Regions from separate parts of the Sus scrofa genome. Here region 2 is linked to region 1. The links are chromatin contacts, called in public HiChIP or PLAC-seq maps. All regions are on one chromosome and are shown on one strand. Each heading gives the region's core, a stretch centred on a gene start, on an enhancer-like site or on the middle of the called end of the contact. The rest is flanking DNA. Distances are from core to core; before and after follow the strand shown.

Region 1 (3,554 bases), core at 950-3,449:
ACTGATTTCTAACAACTACAGAGAATGTGGTTGCTATGGCACCAATCCTTAGACACACATTGAGAGACTTGCTTTATGACCCAGTGTGTTCAGTTTTTGTTAACGTTTCACATATTCTTGATAAGAATATATGTTCTGCAGTTGTTGAGTGCAGTGTTCTGTATGTATTCATTAAACTGAGCTTGAGTAATTGTATTATTTAAATCCTCTAGTCCCCTAAAGATTTTTTGGTCCCTTTGATCTAAGTATTAGTTTCTTGTGGCTGCTGTAACAAATTAACACAAATGGGTGGCTTTACACAGCAGAAAGGTATTCCCTCACAGATCTGGAAGCTAGAAGTCTGAAATAAAGGCATTAGAAGGACTGCCTTCTCTCTGGAGGCTCTAGGTCTCATCCGGCTTCGGGAGGCTGTTGGTGTTTGGGGTGGGAGTGTGGCTGCATCACTCCACCTCTGCTTCTGTGGTCACATTGCCTCCTCCTCCCCTTCTGCTTCTCTTCTGTCTCAGAGCTCCCTCCTCTTTCCTCTAATAAGGATGCTTGTCATTGCTTTTATGGCCCACTTGGATGATCCAAGATCTCCTCAAGATCTTTTAAACTTTTATTAATTAAAAAAACTGTAGTTTATTTACAATGTTAATTTTTACTGTGAGAATCTTTAATCACATCTGAGAAAGACCTTGTTTCCAAATGAAGTAAAATTCACAGTTCCAGGGATTAAGACATAAACATATCTTTTGGGGAGCTACTATTCAACCCACTGCCAACTATTAAATATGTAAAAACCACCTACTCTGACAGTAGATCTTTCTTTTGTCAACTTTTGCTTCAAGTATTTTATGACCATGTTATTAGGGATATATTTATGACTCTTGTATCTTCCTTGCATACTTAATCTAGTTATTCCCACTCACCCACCTAGAAAGTCTATGGATGACAAACTATCGGGTTGTTCATCTGAAAAAGACTATAATTGGTCATTCTGCTTCCTTTTCTTGCTGGGCATAGAATTCTCAGGTTACATATTTGTCTCCTTAGCATTTCATTCAATAGTTTTTTACTTGAAAAAAATTTTTTTTCTTTTCATATTCACCAAATGTCCCAAGGCCAGAGAATTAGTATAGTTCCAAGCCTGGATAATTAAAAAAAGTGTGCTGATTCCAAAATTTTGTCATTAAATATTATGAGGGCGTATTGTCTGAAGTTAAATCATAAGCGATTGCTATAAATGTTTCATTAAGTATTTTACAGAATATATGGGGAAAATATGTGTAGAGAAGCTGAATCAAATGGGGACACTGAAGTCTATCACAGACAATTTCTGAAGTAATTCTGAAGTAATTCTTCACATCTGTGGAAATAAAAGACATGCTTAAATGTAATAAAGGGTTTTTCTAGGCCACCTTATCACCAGCAATGAGAATGATTTTCACAATAAACAATTACGACCTATATTGTCACATAATATACAGCTATTGCTATAATTTGAGAATTCAGAGAAATCAAAGAAATTACAATAGTTACATAGTCTTTATCTGTCCTTCAAGACTCTCATAACATAACCTCAAATTCATAGTGAGATTTGTGACCAGCATACGGAGAGTGGCATTTTTGGTAAATTTTTTGGCCTCAGGTACGCAGAGTTAAGGAACTTAAAAAAATCCACTAATAGCTCAAACGCATTAATTTTTTTAAGCCACCCTGCTGTTTCGGTTGTCACTCTTGATTTTGAGGGTTTGGATCACTTGGGCTGAGGCCTGGGAGCAAAGGCCGCCCAGGCCAGACCCATCCGTTTTATAGCGCGAGACCCCGAGTCTCTAATGGCCTGCGAGTTCCGTAGTCAGGCAAAGGCCGGGCTGCGAGGCCCTTTGCGGTGCGAAGGCTCGGCATTTCGGGAGAGCCAAAGAAAAACACCACCAAGACGCTGAGCCTGGGTTACACGAACCAGCGGGGAGTCTCTGGGCGCATCTTCAGCAGCCAGTTGGACCCCCCGTCGTCCAGGTAACCAAACTGAGAACGCGCGTGCGCAGCCAAACTCCTCTATCACGTGAGGGTAGGCCGGGGGCGGGGGCGGCGAATCCTCCTCCTGACTGGTCTCCCAGTCACTCTCTGCGCGTGGCCAGCAGAGGCTCTACTGCTTGGAGGTGACGCACAGCGCCCGCCCCTTTTTGCTTAGCTTTCTCGCGGTTGGTTCCTCGCGCCACGTGCCCTCCTGGGCCGCTCCCCCAGCTGCCCTTTCCAACTGCCTGTTGGAAGCTGCTGTAAAATGTCGTGAGGGGCGCTGCCGCTTTACGGCTGCCTCTCCCCAGACTGAGCCCGGGAGCGACCGACCACCGCGGTCAGCGCTGTCTGTAAGAGTCGGCCCGGTGGAGACGGAGAGCCCCGGTGCACTGCTGCCCTCCCTGCCGTGCCCGTTCCGGCCCTCGGCGATGTGAGCTCGAGGAGGCTGCGGTGCCCCCCCCTCCCCCGGCCGGGGTTGAGACAGGCGGCAGGTGCCTGTGAGGCAGGCGGGTGCTGGGGGCCTGCAGGATGGAGGAAAGCATGGAAGAGGAGGAGGGGGGCAGCTACGAGGCGATGATGGACGACCAGAACCACAACAACTGGGAGGCCGCCGTGGACGGCTTCCGGCAGCCCCCGCCACCCCCGCCGCCCCCCTCTTCGATCCCAGCTCCTGCCCGAGAGCCTCCGGCGGGTCAGCTGCTGACGATGCCTGCGGTCTCCGTGGACAGGAAAGGCCCCAAGGAGGGGCTCCCGATGGGGCCTCCGCCACCGCCGGAGGCCAATGGGGTGATCATGATGTTGAAGAGCTGCGACGCGGCCGCCGCCGTGGCTAAGGCGGCCCCCGCCCCCACCCCCAGCTCCACCATCAACATCAACACCTCCACCTCCAAGTTCTGTGAGTCCAGCCTTTCGCCAGCAGCCTTAGCTTTTCTCCTCCCCGCTCGGACGTCGAACCCACCCCCTCGGCCAGCCCCGCTTCCTTTGTTTCTGGCCTGGGTCTCTCCTCCCCTCCCCGACTCCCTCCCCCATTCGCTTGGTGTCTGCGGCCAGCTCTGAAGCGGCCCTGGCTTCTTGTATTACCTGGCTTAGAGGAGCAGTCTGATTGTGCACACTGCCCCAAGTTCTCCTACAAACGCGATCGTATCACAACTGGCTATCTCTCAACGTTAGGAAGCTCTTTTCTTCTCCATTCTCCCTTAAGTTTCACTTTCAAACAAGAAAGGAAAATAAGGCTGCCTTAATTTCGTTAGGGAGAGGCCTTCATTCGTTTTTTGCAGCCAGAGGAAAAAGAAACCTGGTGACTTGTGTTCCTGTGCTTTTAGCCAGTCTGCGTTAAACAAGTCAGAAATTAGAAAGTTGACCTGTTCTACACTTCGTTCTTCCTCCAGTGTACGCCTTCTGCATCCTGCTAGGGAAATGTAGGAGTTGCTTCTTGAGTAACACCAGTGCAGCGGGAGCTGCGACATCAGTTTTGAAGTTAATAATGTATAAAATTACTTTTTCAAAGCCTACACTGGTAAGAATAAGCCATTCGGTGTGTGACCAAGTCCAAGGTT
Region 2 (3,631 bases), core at 206-2,705, 1.0 Mb before region 1:
GCAAACACCTGGCACTTCACCAAACATGGCAATGTCAAACCTTTCAGCCACACTATCAAAATAAGACATACATGTTCCTGATTCTCATCCTTTGATTCATTCATTAATTTCCTATTGAAAAAATTGGTCTACAGCATACCAGGCACTGCTCTAGGTATAAGTTCCTACTCTCATGAAGCTTACATACTAGTGGGATAAACTAAACAAATATGTGTACATGTCAGGTGGTGATAAACACCAAGAAGGAACATTCAACAAGGGGAGGGAAACCACCATTTATCGCTGCTTCCCGTTTGCCTTTCTTCACTTCTCCATGAAACTTTCCTTAGTCTTCCAAGCAAGAATAAATTATTCAATGGGAAAACATTCAGCATTTTCTGAGGATCTATGTGCTAGGCATAAATAAGTCATAGCTACAAACTATAGTCCAAACAGAGAGAAAGATGTTTATTTCGCAAACATTACATAACACTATATGCCTGACAATATATTCAGCGCTTTACAAAAATCAATGCACTTCTCATTACAGCCCTAGAAGGCTGTACATATATGGAAAATGAAGCACAGAGAGGTAAAGTAATATGCCTGAGGTCACACAGAGTTACTGGCAGGGCTAACGCTGGAACACGGTCCGTGTTCCTAAACACCAGCTCTGGGTTATGCCACATAACTGCTAAAAAGCAATCTCCCTAGACAATAATGATATGAACAAAAAGCTAAGGTGCACGTAGGAGCAGGGACCTAAGAGAACAAGCAACAGTTCCTTAGAGAAAGTGATGCACTGCCTTGAAAGATGTGTTCTGTACCTCTACTTGGCAAATACTATGTGTCTATCCTAAGAGAGGGTAGCTAGCTGTCAGTCCTAGGAGATATCCTACTGTATCCTAGTAGAGGGGGCACTATCTGTTTTCAGTCCTGCAAACACCTGGCACACCACTAGGTGTTCAACAAAAATCTGTGGAACAATGCAGGAGTGGCCAGCACTCAGAACAGAGGGTTCCTTCGACAAAGAGCTTGGTTCCTGTCCCCAAGATCCCAAAGTCCCAAGCCACTCAAACCTGGCCAGTGATGGCCCTGGCAAGCTACCCAGAGGGTCGGATCCAGGCAGAAGGAAACCTCCCGGCCGACCCTCTTTGCCCCACGCCCCCTGCTCACCTCCCCCCACACATTTGCCCCACCAGATCCCCCTCTCCTTACTACCTCCGGGCAAGAGCAAGGAGGCCGAGGCAGCGGCGGCTTGGGTGACCGGGATAAAGGGCACGTTGAAGCTGAACTCCGTGGCCGAGGAGGAGAAGAGTAAGTTGGTGCCCGACGAAGACGCGGAGGCGGCGCCGCCACCACCGTTAGGTTTCCTCTCGGCCATGGCTGCAGCCCACCGTCCGTTACACGTCTCCAACTGGCCGGTGCCGCACCACCGGCCGGAAACCGAACACAGTCGGGGCCAACACACTTCCGCACTTGCGCACAAGGTGCCGGAACTCCGTGCGGCTGGTCAGCTGTAGTCTCCTTACCCCTCAGAGGCTGCCAGAGATCAACATGGCGGCGCTGGCTTCACGCCCGCGTCCTAGCACGTGACACCCTCGACCGCAGGCCGGGTGTGGTGGAAACGCTGGTCCAGGCTGGGGCAGGAGTGTGGAAGGAGTGCTTTGGGTAGTTGGTTAAGGCATGAACTGACGCCGAAAGTCTCGGGTTGCGGGGGTGCTCTGGGCGTCCTAAAAGTATCCACAGGGGCGGTTAACTGGATAACTGAAGAATTGCTGAAGCCGGCAGGCGCAGGTACCAGACAGAGGGAAGAAAAAGTGTGGGCCGTTTGTAGCAAAGGTCTAGCCAAACACAGCCACTCTAGCACACACATCTGACCCGCCCACGCGTCTTCCTGGGCTGGACTGAACTCTTGTCATTAGCCAAAAAATAGAAATGGTAAAACTTCTGAAGTCTTTACGCCAAAGGAAAGAAAAAAAAATGTTTTTAAGAGAAACTATGGAGTTGACATTAGGCATGTGACTTTTTAAATAGCTTTTTAATACCTGTCTACAAAATCCGACTAGGTTATTTCTAAAATGCACTGTGGATAATTTGGATATAAATGTAATCTTTCACAAAGTTAGAGATTATGAAAGAAAAAATAACTATCAACCTCTCGGAGTGGGGGAGGGGGGATAAAGAAATCCCAAAAGATTTCATTGGGCATAATGAAACTACTCTCTCCCGTAGCTGTTCACACCTATATAGTACCTGTTTATTAACTAATTCAATAACGATGTAATGTGCTTACTGTCAAAGAAAAACAAAGCCAGACACTAGTCTAAAGCAGTAAGGATAAATTTTATTCAGTAATAACTATTGCGTTAGGGAAGTGGGTGCATCATGAACTGAACTGAACTTCCCCAAAGCAAAAGGCTGTGGGATGTGCTAAGGCAAAGGCACTGAGGGTGCCACAGGGTGTTGGTCCATGTCACTGGTCCACCTGGGTTTGTTAATTGGCACTTACCAGCAGGAGAAATAAACTTTCCATATCTTTATGACAGGCAGTGGTACAAGTGAGAGCAAGGTACCTAGGAGGCTGGGAGGAGACAGCTCTCAGGTCCTTGAGAAGAAGTTCTGAGTGACAAGATTTATATCTCGAAGGGGCGAAAGGATTTGTCATTGCAGCTTTTTAAAGTAACTGCTGTAAGGGAGGTTGAGGGGGCCATATGCCTATCACCTGGTTTGGATTGGAAGAGTAAATTCCCCTGGCAATGATGGCCTTTCTTAGGCAGGGATTTTAAGGTGGACAGGGTTCATCCTGGGGACATGTGCTTGAGCTACTAGTAGCCATGCTGGTGTTTGGTCAAGGAGTCTTTGTCATTCCTATGGGTGGTCAAGGCACTATACTAAATGCTAGGGATACTGTGGTGTATAAGATAGACACAGGACCCTTCCTTCTTAGACTTACAATCTGGTCAGGAAGACAGACAACTAAACACACAATAACAATAAACTGAAGTGTAGTGAAAGTTTTAATGTGGAATTTCCCAAAGTGTGTTATGTGGAATATTGACACCATCGGGAGAGGGAGGTATAACCCTTCTAGGGGAAGGATAGCAAGTATTTAGAACAATCAGACCGTCCACAAAGGCCTACCCTGTCTGGAGTGATATGAAAGTCTCTCCTGAAGAAGAAATATTGAAGTCGAGAATCTGAAAACCCATGAGTAGAAGTTAACCAGAAAAGCTTGGAGGAGAGGGGTTGGAGGAGGTGGTAAGAGACAATTACAGATAAAGTTACAGTATGTAAGGATACTTTTAAGATGCCACATTTGAGCGTTAAGGACAGGTTACAGCATGGCTGGAGCCCAGTGAGCAACTGGGAGAAAGCTGGGAGATAAGAACTGAAAAGTAGACCAAGGCCAGATGATAGAGTGTCCTTATAAGGTAAGAGCAAAAGGGACTCAAAGAAGGGTTTCAAGGAGGGTAGAGAAATAATAACATTTGCTCTGTAGAAAGTTCACTCTGATTTCAGTGTAATAAAATAGATAAGGAAAAAGCAAGCTTTGGAAGCAACAGTTGGCAGGCTGCTGCAATGGACCAGCTGAGCAATGATGGCGGCTCAAATTAGAGCCATTGCAGTAGGAATGAACAGAAATACATAG

What was found. HiChIP or PLAC-seq counts read pairs in DNA pulled down with a chosen protein or histone mark.
Region 2: an H3K27ac HiChIP or PLAC-seq map of alveolar macrophages shows a contact between it and region 1. The contact joins the promoter of SEC23IP here to the promoter of CACUL1 in region 1. A contact is called at or near these places in 2 of 5 promoter capture datasets (fetal liver and liver) and 1 of 2 datasets of contacts at active chromatin or transcription factors (alveolar macrophages).

The regions. Positions count from the first base shown.
Region 1 is chr14:128,747,750-128,751,303 of Sscrofa11.1, reverse strand. CACUL1 (CDK2-associated and cullin domain-containing protein 1) reads left to right here and starts at 2,199. Exons shown (of 9, transcript XM_003483565.4): 1 at 2,199-2,893. The coding sequence starts at 2,527.
Region 2 is chr14:129,756,103-129,759,733 of Sscrofa11.1, reverse strand. It overlaps SEC23IP (SEC23-interacting protein), which reads right to left and starts at 1,455. Exons shown (of 20, transcript XM_021073464.1): 1 at 1,201-1,455. The coding sequence starts at 1,363.